2 separate regions of the Sus scrofa genome follow, and region 1 is linked to region 2. Evidence: chromatin contacts called from public Hi-C data. All regions are on one chromosome and are shown on one strand. The core of a region is the stretch at or near the end of the contact, and the rest is flanking DNA. Distances in the headings are between cores, read along the strand shown.

The links. Hi-C and Micro-C count contacts between places; a contact is called where the count stands out from the background.
Region 1: a Hi-C map of liver shows a contact between it and region 2, with 4 times the contacts expected there. The contact joins the promoter of C2CD3 here to the promoter of LOC100514530 in region 2. A contact is called at or near these places in 2 of 5 promoter capture datasets (fetal liver and liver), 3 of 47 Hi-C or Micro-C datasets (heart right ventricle and liver) and 2 of 2 datasets of contacts at active chromatin or transcription factors (alveolar macrophages and skeletal muscle).

The regions. Positions count from the first base shown.
Region 1 is chr9:8,508,452-8,515,273 of Sscrofa11.1, reverse strand. C2CD3 (C2 domain-containing protein 3) reads left to right here and starts at 2,431. Exons shown (of 34, transcript XM_021062487.1): 1 at 2,431-2,689; 2 at 5,367-5,636. The coding sequence starts at 2,635. PPME1 (protein phosphatase methylesterase 1) reads right to left here and starts at 2,483. Exons shown (of 15, transcript XM_003357190.5): 1 at 1,921-2,483. The coding sequence starts at 2,468.
Region 2 is chr9:8,276,200-8,284,064 of Sscrofa11.1, reverse strand. It overlaps LOC100514530 (cytochrome c oxidase assembly factor 4 homolog, mitochondrial), which reads left to right and starts at 2,896. Exons shown (of 2, transcript XM_003129636.4): 1 at 2,896-3,118; 2 at 5,114-5,758. The coding sequence starts at 5,126. The coding sequence ends at 5,380. It overlaps PAAF1 (proteasomal ATPase-associated factor 1), which reads right to left and starts at 4,447. Exons shown (of 12, transcript XM_003129635.4): 1 at 2,794-4,447; 2 at 1,438-1,478. The coding sequence starts at 2,840.

The DNA.
Region 1 (6,822 bases), core at 1,182-3,681, 230 kb before region 2:
AAAAAGACCAAAGCATCTATTTAATCAGCTTAAGTTACTAATAATCTTCTAATCAGTAGATGTTTTTTCTCTTAGTATTTTATTTTCTCTTCTTCAGTTCATCTTCAGAGAACTTGTTTTGACAAAATGAGAAGCTAAACTCTAATTAAACTTATCTGAAGCATGCATAGTTATTTAAAAACTAACATTTTTATGTACTTTTAGTGAAGAGTGATGGAATACTGAAAGATCAAAGTTTAGTTTAAGACAGCAACCAAGATACGTATCAACAATAAACGTTACATTAATTTTACCCTCCAGGTTAATTTTTCCCAAATAATCTGTTATAGATCAACTTCCAGGTGCTCCATGTTACAGTTCTACCTTACTGTCTATCAAAGCTAAAACAATCTTCATTTTATCTTACATGTAGCCTTCCATCACCTCTTTGTACTGTGCATCCTTCGACCTATCTTCTCCGTCAAAATTTTCTCAATTTTCTACTGTGTCTCATAGGTCTCTACCTCAAAGTTTCCTGGTTTTTCCAATCATTCTAACCACCCCTCTACCTATTTTAATCTATAGGACTCTCCTTTCTCTTTGTTTCTAGGACCTGCTTTCACAGCATTACCTATCTTACCTTCATCTCCTTTTTGATCATTTTTTGTACATAACATCTCTTCAGAATCTAAGGTTTTCTTCTCTAGTCCTGATTCCAAAAATAGCTACCAACCTATCTTTAGAATCCCAAACACATACACTTGACTACCTCAGACCTAAGTATTTTTCCTACCCCTTTTTTCTTTACAGTCACTAGTCTCCAGAATCCTGGTTCTACAAATACTCCGCAAAACCAACTCCCTGTTCAATTACCTCTGTTTCAAATAACTACCTCTCCCATGTTCAACACGTTATACTCTCTCTTCTACACCTTCATACCCCCGAACCTGGCACAAGCCATTCAATAACCTAAAACTCCCAAAGCAAACAGCTCCTCCCAACCCAGTAAAGGAAGGTTTCCCCTAAAACACTTTAAGTGGCTACACTCCATACTCTGTTAATTGAATCTTATCAGACCCAAACATAGCTTCCATCAGATGTATTAGCCCAGAAAAAATCAATTGCCCAAATCGCCCTCTTTATGCATCCTGGACTTAGCTCTGCAGCCCTGCGTTCCCTAAACCCTGTTCCTAGTCATCTCTCCGTCTGTGGAGCCCCTGGTCAGTCTCTAAGGCCCTCAGCCCTCCTCCCCTTATCCCCGCCCGCACATCTCACCCCAACAGTCTTCTGGAGTGTGTTCTCCATCTTTCCTCTGGCCTGTTCTCCACACTTGCGCGGTACCCCTCAAGAGACCCAATCTCTAAGTCGCCCGCTCACTCCCTGAATCTGCCTCTTACACCTCTAGGAACTCTCTCTAGAACCTTCTGCTCCCTGTTTCTCTCGTCTGCTCCAACCCTGCCTCAGGTGTTCTCGCTTTCCGTCGGCTTTTTCTAACACCTAGTGTTCACAGTCTTCTTACGCCTCCTAATATTTCCCTGGTTCTTCTAATTCCCCTCAACTTTTCTCTGTCATTTCCCATTTCTCTCAGCCCTCCCTGGCAGACTTCCCTCCACCTCTGTCACCGCTCATCTCCCTTTTCTCAAACCTCCTCCACCCCTTCTTCTGGGGGTGCCTCATTACCTCTCTTACACGATCCTCTCAGCCTCTTCAATCTTTGCCTCATTCCCCTCCCTCCAATACTATTTGTCCTCCAATTCCATTGACTTGGCGCCTCCCCTAGTCCCCAGATCCACCTCCTACTTCATCTAAACGTCTCCAGGCCGCCGCCAACATCTTCTCCCCTCCTGAGCCCTCCTGGTCGTGCCGCCCTAAACGCGCAGAGACACCATTCTCCAATGGCCGGGGCCTGGCCTCTAGGGAGAAGGGGTATGGGTCACGTACCCCATTCGCATCTTGGCTCCGCTCTGACTGCCCCCGCTGCCGGGGAGAGGCGGGCGAGAGGGCAGACGGCCGAGGTGCATGCTCTTCTCGAGGGCCGACATGAAGGGGAGGCCGCAGGTAGCCGAACTGTAGCCGAAGCTCCGTCCCACGCTAAGAGCGGCCCAACCGGTCACAGCTCGCTCCCCTAGCGACGCCCTGTAGCCTTTGGACAGCACCCAGCTACCGGCAGCACCGCCCACCGGCTCCGTAGACTCCACCCCCTCGCCTTGCGCTTCCACCGGAAGTGCGCAACAGCACTTCACAAAGGGAGCTGGGTAACGGAGTCTCGGACCCCTCAGACCCCAAGCGGAGAACTTCACGATCCCAGACGGAAAGAGAAGTGCTCCTGAAAGCAATGCACCCTGGGCAATGGAGTCCTCAAAGGGAGTATCCCTTTGCGCCTGCGCAGCTGGAGGAGACCGTCTCCAACCCCGCGAAGGTAGTGTAGCAAAGCATTCTGGGTGTTGTAGTCTCCTGGTCTGAAGGAGTATGCCGCCTTTCTTTCTCATGGCTTCCCGGGGACTGTTAGAGAAAGAGTCGCTTCTTCCTGCCTCCCAGGCTGCCCAGCGGCGCCAGTTGCTGGGGAACGCAAGCGCGGTGGGAAGGGATGGCGGGAGGTTACGGCTTGGGTGCTGTGGCCGGATTTGAGTTGATGAAGAGGAGCTCGGGCTCGCCATGAAACAACGGAAAGCCCAGGGGCCTGGGGCCGGCCGCAGCCGCGGGAAGAGAGGTAACGAAAGGTTGAGGGCAGAGTGGTAGGGCGGAGTTAGGGGAGCAGGGTGCCAGACGTTCTAGGCAGACTCCCCGCCACCCCCACCCCTCCCATACGCACAGCCGCCTGTTTTTTAAAAAGGGGTTGGAGAAGGGAGAATAACCAGGGAATCAGAAGATTGAAAAGACAGGGCGTTTGGCTCTCCTGCGAATGGAAAGGAAATAGTGGCCGAAGTAGGAGGCAAAAATGAGTAAATGAAGTGAGGGTTAAAAGGGGACGCTTCTAGAGGAAGGAAAAAAAAAAAAAATTGTAGGAATGTTTTGCTTTTTACTTTTTAAAAATTGAGATTATAATTGACATATAACATTGTTCGTTTCAGCTGTACAATATAACGATTTGTATATATTTCGAAATGAGTTCGTGTCTAGGTAGCATCATCACCAGACATAGTTACAAATATTTTTTTCCTTCTGAGGAGAGCTTTTAAAATCTACCCTTTAGCAACTTTCAAATAGACAATACACTATAATTAACTGTAGTCACTGTGCTGTATTTAAATCCCCATGATTTAGGAGTGTTTTTGATAAAGTCAGACGTGTGTTGGGGATGGGGGTGGGGAGGGTGTAGTTTTGCAGGCCACATGGGACTGGAAAAAAAATAAGTTGTAGAGGAGAGTATAGCAGTGATCCTAATGGGCAGGGGTCATGTTTAATACGTTGCCGAATCCCCAAGAACTAGCACAAAGCTGGACTCAGTAAATGTTAGTTGAATGACTGAAGGTGAGACGATCATAAAGCATCCAGGGCTACAGCTGGGAGTAGCGAAAGGATAGTTGTGAAGGAAAAGGAAGAAAAGCTGGGGAGTGGTGGGGGTTGCCGGGGTTGTGAGGGCATGAAGTTCTCTGAAGGATTTAAGATGAAAGAGTGTGTAGCAAGAGAACCTTATCAGGTTAGCATGCTCAAGGAGAAGCAAGCTCACCAAGAGACCAGGAAAGTGTTAGCTGCAGCAAGAACAGTCACCCTGGGAACCCAGGACAGATCAGGAAACGAAACTGAATCTCTACAGGGCTGCTTCAAAAAACATATTAAAAAACCAAAACAAAAAATCCTGGGTGAGTCTGCCTATTTATATTATAGGCAAAGCAGTATTAGGACTCGTGATAGTGCATTAGGCCATTAGGTTAAGAATGAAAGCTGAAGTTTGGGGATGAATCTTATCCACACTGTGTAACAATAACACAGTTTTGAGGCAATGCCTTTCCTTCTAGGAATGATGGGAGGATATGAAACAGAAGCATGGAACTGTGCAGTGCTCGTGCTCCCTGTGTCAAACCAGTCAAGCATATTTGGTTGCTAGGAGGAAAATCAAAACAGAAATAACATAAGAATGTCCTTCTCACTATATACCATATGCATATACAGTAATGCTCATGTGCATACCTGTGTATAATTTTTATACTGAAACTAGCTATATGGTGAGTCTTTTCCTTACTAAAGAAAGCAGAGAAGGTGTTGGCTTTAGAAATCCAAAGAATTGCTAACATAAATTCCTTATCTGATGCTTTCCAATATATTTTCTTCTGGGGAGGCATGACCACTCCCCAGAAAAAAAAAGGAATAGAAAGGTGTGTGTAATATAAGAATGAGTTCTTTTTTCCTTTTTTTATGGCCACACCTGCAGCATATGTGAGTTCCCAGGCGAGGGGTCAAATTAGAGCTGCAGCTGCCAGCCTCCTCCATAGCCACAGCAATACGAGCTGCATCTGTGACCTAAACTACGCTGCAGCTTGTGGCAGGCCAGACCCTTAACCCACTGAGCAAGGCCAGGGATCGAATTCCATCCTCACGGACACTGCGCTGGTTATTAACCTGTGAGCCACAACCAGAACTCCGGAATGCGTTCTTCAATTTCCTGTGAGTTACGGTTACAAGACACTGTGAATGGAAGGTAATCAGTGTCATGAAAGGAAAGCTTTATAGAAACGTCGTATTAATTGCCTCATTTACATTTTATCCCTCTGAAATCCAATAACTATTATAAAGGCCAATAATTATGAACCCAACACTGTGCTGAAAAATAATGGCAGGATGTGAAGATGATAGTTTCTGCCTGCATTGACTTAGGATGTTGGCAGGAAAAGGCACAGGCAGTTTAAGGTGGTCGTTACTGAAATGCCAAGTTGTATTGTGTAGACTTAACCATTTGAGAGTTGAGGGAAGGGCTTTGTTACTATTTTATGTTTAATGATGGTTTTAAAGTAAGAGAATTAGCTAAAGATTGCATCGTCTTAAAAACTGTGGACACGGCAATGATCCAAAAAACAGTATTTGGAAGAAAAATTTCAACTACTCAAAGATGTCTTAAACCTATATATTGTATCATTGTATTTGTATTTTTCATTTGGTGCCTTTCAGTGAAAGAGGAGTTCGTATTAGCAGGTCTTAAGTTGGTGTGGTCTTTACTTAAAATAACCTGAATCAAAGCCTAAATGCAGACTGTCAAGGTGGGTTAAGTGATCCGATAGGTTATTCTGTGGTCTGGTTTGCTAGTTACTTCTCATATATTAGAATAAAGAGAACAAGCCATTTCTCCATAGAGACTGAAATATTTTTGTGTGTTTTCATTCAAAAAGGAGATTATGTGTTTTCTATATTTAGAATAAATTTTGACTTCATGTTCTTGGATTTCTCCCCAGGTTTGAGTGACATTTCTCCATCTACGAGCCTCCCGCCCCTGGTTGAAGGCCAGCTCCGCTGCTTTCTAAAACTTACTGTTAATAAAGTCATATGGAAGATTGCGAAGCCTCCTGCTTGCGTACTTGTTCGAGTGAGATGGTGGGGAGAAACGTCGGAAGGAACCATCTTTTGTCCCAGGGATGCGTTGCAGACCGAGCCAAAAGCTGTGAGAACAACTACACGTTACGCTATCCGCTGTGGTCCAAAGCAGTTTACCTCCTATCTAACAGGTATAGTGTGCGTCTTATCATTTTACCTGTAGGCCAAATAAGAAGCAAGTGGTTATGTTAGATAAGTATTACTGTGTACCTAGTGTCTGTGGTATTGTTATTTTTTGTTTTGTTTTTTTGGGGATTTTTTTGTCTTTTGGATGCCCCACCTGCGGCATATGAAGGTTCCCAGGCTAGGGGTCGAATCAGAGCTCTAGCTGCCGGCCTACACCACAGCCACAGCAATGCCAGTTCCAAGCCGCATCTGCGACCTACACCACAGCAATGCCGGATCCTTAACCCACTGAGCAAGGCCAGGAATCAAATTTGCATCTTCATGAATACTAGTCAATTCGTTTCCACTGAGCCAACACGGGAACTCCTGTGGCGTTGCTCATTATCGAGGAGTAGAAGAGGTTTTATAGCCACTTGAGAGTGTACTGTGTGCTAGCAATTGATAACACATGTTATTTCTAATCCTGAATAACCCCGCAAGATAGATATTCTCTCTTTTTTATAGACAATGAAACTAAGGTTCAGAGAGGTGAAATTAATACTCTCTAAGGTTACGTAGTTGATAAATGACAAAATTAGATTTAAACCCACTTTCTGACACCAAAACTCATGCACTTATCACCACACCACGCTGCTTCAAGTAATAACTGTAGTCTCTGTTCTGGGGCTTATGTCATGCTCAAGAAAAGAAGGTAGAGATAGAAAGTTTACCGATAATATGAGATAATACATGTTAAATACCAAATGAGTGGTTTAGTGAGTCGGTAAAGAAAGGAGAAGGGAGCTCCTTCTGCAGAGCCAGAATTTCTTCATTTCTCTTCAAAGAAAGCATTCTAAAAGTACTGTATTCTCTATGTGATCAAGCTTTCGCATAAACACATTTTGGATGGCGGAGTAACTTATCAAGTCAATTCAGTTCAAGTCAGTAAAGATTAAGTTTTAGCACATAAACAGTGTTGGGCGAAGAGAACTGCAACACCAAAGACTAATTAAAGATTAACCTGCCCTTAACTTGACATTCTTCCCAGAAGAAAAGTTTGAAGACATCAAAATACAGAGAACAAAGACTTCAGTTATTCACAAAATGTACATTGAGCATTTAGTTTGTGTTAGACATTGTGCTAGGCACTGTGGAGAGTCCAAAAATGAATCCAAAAATTTAATCAGAATGGTGTCTAATTCTAACTAAACT
Region 2 (7,865 bases), core at 1,647-4,146:
CTATTTATTTATTTATTTGCATTTTAGGGCTACACCCACATGGAAGTTCCCAGGCTGGGGATTGAGTAAGAGCTGCAGCAGCTGGCCTACACCACAGCCACACTAACGCAGGATTTGAGCTGCATCTGCAACCTACACCACAGCTCACGGCAATGATGGATCCCTAACCCACCGAGCAAGGCCAGGGATCGAACCCACATCCTCATGGTTACTAGTCAGGTTCGTTACCACTGAGCCACAATGGGAACTCCTAAAACTCTATTTCTCAGAGAAAGATAAACACCATATACCACTTATATGTGGAATCTGACGAACCTATCCACAAAAGAGAAATGGACTCACAGATGTTGACAACAGACTTATGGATGCTAAAGGGAAGGGGGAAGATGGGATGGACGGGGAGTTTGGGGTTAGGAGATGCAAACTACTACATTTAGAATGGATAAGCAATGAGGTCCTACGTATAGCACAGGGAATTGTGTCCAATCTCTTGGGACAGAAGATGATGGGGGACAATATGAGAAAAAGAATGTGTGTGTGTATATATATATATATACATGTATGACTGGGTCACTTTGCTGTACAGCAGAAATTGGCACAACACTGTAAATTAACCATAATTTTAAAAAACCTCTATTTCTCATTGAAATAGACTATATGATTATATAAAGACATCAAGAGTCTCTGAAATGAAAAATAATCAGTGAAACGAAACTTTCTCACAAATTAGAAGGAAAAAAAATTGTAATGTTACCACAGTGACTGCAAACCAATGGATGGAAATAAGACAGAAATGTCACTGAGATGAACAATAACATCGCTTGGGCACTGGCTGTGGCAGGGTGAAATGACCAGGTTTTTTACTCTGATCCCAGAATGGTGGTAACCTAAGAACTGTGAAAATCTACTGACACAACGCTGTAAGCAAGCCAACTATACTCTAATTAAAAAAACAAAAACAAAAAACCTGAGAAAATCAAGAACGAGAACCTGTTTGACAACAGAAGTGCTCAGCTTTCAGGATTTGGATTTGATAACCTAAAGACGATTATGAGAGCTTTAAGCAGAAACATTTAGCAGACAACTACTTAATCTCTCGAATTTGAAGAGAGGTCAGAACTAGAGCTATAGATCTAGGAATCATGAGCAGGGAAGGGCATAACTGAAGCTATATAAATGTTTAGAGTACAATAAAAGAGTCTCATTAAATGCATCGACAATGCCTCCATGAACAAGTCTTGCCTTCCAAATTGAAAACCAATCTGAAGGCCTTCCCCTAGAATGGAGTTGGAATGACACCAGTACAACACAGAATGAAGAACATTTGAAGACTCAGCACTGTGCAAGGAGTCTGGGCCAGGAGAAAGTAGGAAGCTCTCTTTCAGAGGTAGTAAATCCTTTCTCTAAAGGGAAGTCATACAGATTTAAAGACATTACCTGGGGGGTGACAGCTCAGCCAGGCCTCCCCTTCATCCTTCCTATGAAGAGAGATAAAAATCTACTTAGGCTCATTCAGTGTCAAAAAGGATGCTACTGATGCAGGTGAGAAAGACTGCATAATTTCTAGTTTGGCCACAGTACTCAGACATGATCTAATCTAACATCTCATCTAGGCATAGACAAACTTTGTTTACTTGAAGAAATATCTGCAGATTAAGTGTTTAATGCATAGATTTGTTGACTCAATGAAGCTCAAATATTTCATTAAATATTTGATGAAATGCTTATTAGCTGCAGAATCTTGGGCAAGTTACTTCCTGATTCTGGACTGTGTTCTCTCAAAGGCACTTGGTGGTCCTCAATAAATGTCATTGTTCTTCCTATTACACATCCTGTGTTACAGTAACATGTTTTTATTTCAGCCCACCTAGTAAGCTGTAAGTTTCTTAAACACAGGAGACTATGTTTTATTAATCTTCACAACTGTTTCAATTTGAAAAACTTATTAGTAATAATATTTGCCTGAGTTTCTACTGTGGCCTGGTGGGTTAAAAAAATCCAGTGTTGCTGCAGCAGCACAGTTTACAGCTACTACAGCTAGGATTCAACCCCTGGCCAGGGAACTTCAATATGCAGCAGGGGCAGCTATTTAAAAAAAAAAAAAAAGCACCATTCATGACACTGCTGTACTCACTCTGGTGCCCACCATAACTTACACAGTATATGACCAATAAATATATGTTAAGTGAATAAATGGTTTGCTGTGCGTTTCCAATTAAGCTGTTAGCTGCTGCTACTTTTTTTTAAGCTGTTAGCTTCTTGAGAGCAGGAACCACCCCTTAAGTTTAGAGAACACATCTGAACTCCACCGAATATTTATCTAGGTCAGAACCTAGACAAGGTAGGCATTACACTGTTTCCTCAATGGAATTGTAAAACATGACTACTAAGGGCCAAGGAGAATGCAAGGATTCCATCACACACTCAAAGTTATTGTGGTGGTGGTGAGTATACTCGGACTTTTGCAAATAGCTGAGGACCAATAAATATTTGCTAAATGACCATGACTACTTGCAAAGAGTCTTCCTGCCTCCTGTTTTCCTGTCTTTTTCTAACTCACTGATCCTATTCTGCCTCTGGGATCACACGGAGCATATGAGTTTCCTTGGCCTCAGCACGGCTCTTCTGAGAATGAAAACCTGACCATGAGGGTCTGAAACATATTTCTAGGCCTCAACAACCGATAAACTAACTCCTATGGATATCCTGGATCGGGCATGGCTCTCGATAACGCAGAGGTAACATCCACTACCCGCCTCGCCTCCTCCGTCCCAGTCCTGGACTTGGAGTCACCTGAGGGCTTGAGCCCAGTCGCTCTGAATCCTCAAAGGCGCCGCCATCTTGACCCCGCCTCCACCAGCCCGCCTCTTCCGCTCTACCCCGGAAGTGGGTGCCCCCGAAGGCGACGCGTGCAGAACGAAGGGCGGGATCTACACCAAGAGGCCACCAATGAAATGTGGCGGGGGGGGGGTCCTCTTCCCCTCCCTACCCCTTTGCAGGCGCGTGCATCTCACAGTAGGCTTGTTCCTGACGGGAGGGTCGGAAGAGTTCCAATTGCCTGCAAAATTGACGCCGTTGTGCAGGAGGGCGCGCTTGGGTCCTCTAGTTGGCCTGTTGGGTGAGCACTGTGTTCCAAGTCCTAGCGCGGTGAAGCATAGCGGGCGCAATCGGGATGTGCCCGGCGGCTGCGCGCGCGCATGCGTACGCTCTGTAGTGGGGAGAGGACTTTAAGTAACTTTGCCGCCTGGATTTCTCTGCTTTTCCATTCTTTCCATGCCTTCCTAGTCCACGCTGGCCTCCGCGAACGAGCTGCCGACCATCGAGCCTTCCCTAAGCAAAAGTCTTTCTCTTTTTAATCCAGTAAAGACTGAAGCCGGGTCGTGGTGGGGAAAGAAAAGGCAGCATTTATTTGAGTCCTGTTGTAGTCTAAGCACATATCACTTATTAGCATATTAATCCGTACAGTAACTCTGCGAGTTAAATACTACCTTAGAAGGACACTTTAAAAGATTACATGCTAATGCGTGTGCATAGCAAGGCGAGGTGCCTGTATTCAAACCTGGATTTCTTGGCTTAGGATCCAAGGCACTGTTCTTCCTACCGTACTTGTTCTAAGAGGTTTGCCTCTTGCCTTTAAAGAGCTCACAGTGTTTTTAGGAAGAGGAAACATGTATAGTAATAGGAGCTATCATTTACTGAACTCTTTGGATGTGCCAGACTCCTTACATGCATTATCTCGTTTAGTCTTGATCCTGTGAGGTAGATATCTTTTTTTCAAGAGAGATTATGAAGTAATTTGCTCAAAGACACTCAATGAGTCAGTGACAAGGCTGTTTCCAGTCCAAGTCTGTTTTCGAAGCCCATTTTCCCCTCTCCCTTAGGTTATACTGCCTCCAAAGCAAATGTGTTTTGTGTAGGGCTATAGAGTGCTTAAATCCTTCTTGTGACTTCTCACTTGCTCTCTGAACACCCTAACATGATTCACAAGGCCTTGCCGTGATCAGATACTTTCTCATCTCACCAGTTTCATTAATTTTCCTGTACTCACTTTTCTCTCATCATGTAGAACTTTCAGTTCCTCTCATGTCAAATTCTGTCTCAGAACCCCCATCGTTTTCTTCCATTGACCAGGAATATCCTTTATATCTCTGGCCAACTCCTATTTATCCTTCAAGTCTCAATTTAGAAATCACTTTCTCCAGGAAGCCTTCAGGTGTCTAGTCCTGCTCTTGTCTGGCTTAGGTATTCCTCTGCTCTGTTCCCCATCTTCGCTTTTTGTACACACTGTACACAAGTAAATAACCTATTTACTTGTCTAGCTTGTAAACTCTATAAAGGCAGGAACTGTCTCTGTTTTGGTCACTCATGTATCCTCAACTCTAGCATAGTGCTTGGTATGTGATAGGTACTCAGTGATCATTTGTAGAGTGAATCAGAGACCCAGGAGGGGCATTAAGGAGCCTTAGCTCATTTACAGCCTATGGTTGTTACAAAGGCTGAGGTCATTTCTCGCTGCCTTTCTTCAGTTCCTTCTGTATGCTACCTTGTGCTTGGTGTCATGAAGCGGATGATTGTGCTCACATAGTCTGGGCGGTTACACCTCACATTAGGTACCCTCACACCTCACGGACTCATTGCTTGTCCTGGACCCTCTATGCTCTGTGCCACAGCCACACAGTTCTCTTCATCCCTCCTGTATGTTAAACCCTACCCATGGTTGGGTACTCTCCCAAGTGTTAAATTTTGTCATTCTCCAGCCATAGAATTTAAAAAGATAGCTTCTCCAATAGGAGAAAAGAGATAGCTACCCCAGAGGGTGACACTTCACCTAATTCATGTTCTATTAGTAGAAGCCATTAGAGATTATTAGTCCCAAACTAAGCATTTTCACACTTTATCTCATTATGTTTGGTTCAAGCTATTTTGTAGGCCTGCTCTCTGCCAGGCCTACAGCTGGGGGTACCGAGGTGAATCAGGTCCAGTATCTACCCTGAAATAGCTTACAATTTTCAAGGGGAGACATGCAGAAATAAGCTATAACAGTGCAGTGGTCAGTGTTATTTATAACAGAGGAACTGTATCATATGTAACCTTGCCTCCACTGATGTTCTAGAGACTCCCAAAAATGTCAACTCAAGGCCATACCTGGTCCCGACAAGTGAAGAAGGAGGATGAAGAAGAGGACCCACTGGACCAGCTGATCTCCCGCTCTGGCTGTGCTGCTTCCCACTACGCAGTGCAGGAGTGCATGGCCCAGCACCAGGACTGGCGACGGTGCCAGCCACAGGTGCAGGCCTTCAAGGACTGCATGAATGACCAGCAGGCAAGGCGACGGGAGGAACTGCAGAGGAGGAAGGAGCAGAGCAGTGCCCACCGTTGAGATCCCTAACCATTTATTCCCAGAGGAGGCCCTGCAGAAACAAGCATCCAGAGAGATCATGGCAAGAAGTCCTAAACAGTGGGGGTGTGGGCCAAGAAGTGTGAGACTTGGGGATCGTCTTTGGGCCTGGGGTTGAATTAGCAGCCTGCACATGAGAGGCAGCCATGGGTTTGCCATGAAGAGCTGGCACAGCATCACATTGAGATCCCACACATCCTTACCTGTTGTGTGCCACCAAAATAGATACTGACCAGTATTTGCCACATAAAACAGTGGGGTTGAGGGATGTGCTACCCGGTGTCTTGAGTCAGTGCGCCAAGTTCTGAGCTGATTCTTTGGACATTTAATTTTAAAGTAAATTCACAATCTAAAAGTAAAGTGGCTACCTAATCATTTCTTCATTTATTCAGTCATTGGTTCAAAAACATCAGGTTTTTCTGAGACCTTCTCTTGTGCCAGGCACTGTTGGAAATTGTGACGAAAATGTGATCTCTGCTTTCATGTTGCTTTAGTCTGGTTTGAGAGAGAAACAACACTAGAACAACTAACTTAATTCCAGACAATGATGTAAACGAACTTATCTTTTATCAGTTGTTCTGGATTTTTCAGTCAGTCTAATGGAAAGAAGCTAATGGGAAAAGAAACACTGAGTACCTCTCATATGCCAGACGCTGTTGAATTAACAGTCTGACCTCACCATGCCCCCAACCCAAAAAGCACAATGTTGGCTTGACATTTAAAAGGTACGTTTAACATAACATTGGAGTTCCTGTCGGGGTTCAGTGGAAAAGAATCTGACTAGTATCCATGAGGACACAGGTTCGATACCTGGCCTCGCTCAGTGGGTCGCCATGAACTGTGGTATAGGTCACAGACGTGGCTTGGATCTGGCGTTGCTGTGGCTGTGATGTAGGCCAGCAGCTACAGCTCTCTTTTGACCCCTAGCCTGGGAACTTCCATATGCCTCTGGTGTGGCCCTAAAAAGCAAAACAAAAACAGTGACATAAAAGTAGCAGTTGGGAGTTCCTGCCATGGTGCCCCAGAAACAAAAGACTAGGAACCATGAGGCTGTGGGTTCAATCCCTGGCCTCACTCAGTGGGTTAAGGATCCAGCACTGCTGTGAGCTGTGGTATAGTTCGCAGACACGGCTTGGATCCCACATTGCTATGGCTGTGGTGTAGGCTGGCAGCTACAGCTCCAATTAGACCCCTAGCCTGGGAACCTCCATATGCAGCTGGTTGGCCCTAAAAAAAAAAAAAAGTAGTATTTAGTTACTTTAAAAAGTAACATAGAAGTAACATTTAACATAGGGTAGGTTTTCAGCTTTTGAAAAGTGAAAACCCTGTGGACATGGAGTATATATTCCTACTTGACAACAATTTGCTGGAGCTGAATAACAGTTTCTCTTTTAGGTATTTGTGTTTCCAGTTCACAACGCTTGCTTTTCATTTTTCTTCCATGGAACTGCTCTGTCTTGCTGTCTAGCCCTGTAAGGCATTTGGGAGCAGGCAGTTGGGAGAGTGACCCATGTTACAGAACTGGAATACAAAGGGCCATGTGCTCTTGTCATCATCAGTAACGTTTCTTGAGCATATATATATATATTAGAAGAACAAATCTGAAATGTAGGCCCTAAAACTACTTTGAGCCTTTGTGTTGGGGGATACACACACACATAAATGAATCTCTGTTGGGCCATGTATGCCCAGTGCTGTGGGTCATCCGTGTGGAGGCAGCTGTCAGCAAGAATTTTTTTTTTTTTTTTTTTTTGTCTTTTTAGGGCTGCACCTGCAGCGTATGGAGGTTCCCAGGCTAGGGGTCAAATAAGAGCTGTAGCCACTGGCCTGCACCACAGCCACAGCAACGTCAGATCCAAGCTGCATCTGCAACCTACCCCACAGCTCATAGCAATGCCAGATCCTTAACCCACTGAGCAAGGCCAGGGATCAAACCTGCATCCTCATGGACACTAGTCAGATTCATTTCTGCTGAGCCACGACGGGAATTCCTGTTAGCAAGAATCTCAAGAGAAGGGAATTAGTTGACACTGTGAAAAATGAAGTAGACATTACCTATTTGTAACAGAAAGAATTACCGTCTGCAACAAATAAAAAGTACCTAGAAATCAGGAAGAGCGAAGAGCCCGACTGAAAAGTGAACAAAGTTAAATATGCCCCCAATACATAGGGAAAAAATAACTCTATTCTATATCATCTATAATCAGAGAAATACAGATTTTATTTTTTTGCCTTTTCTAGGGCCGCTCCTGCGGCATATGGAGGTTCCCAGGCTAGGGGTTGAATAAGAGCTGTATCCGCCGGCCTACGCCAGAGCCACAGCAATATGGAATCTGAGCAGCGTCTGCAATCTACACCACAGCTCACAGCAATGCCAGATCCTAAACCCACTGAGCAAGGCCGGGGATTGAACCCGCCACCTCATGGTTCCTAGTTGGATTCATTAACCACTGAGCCATGACGGGAA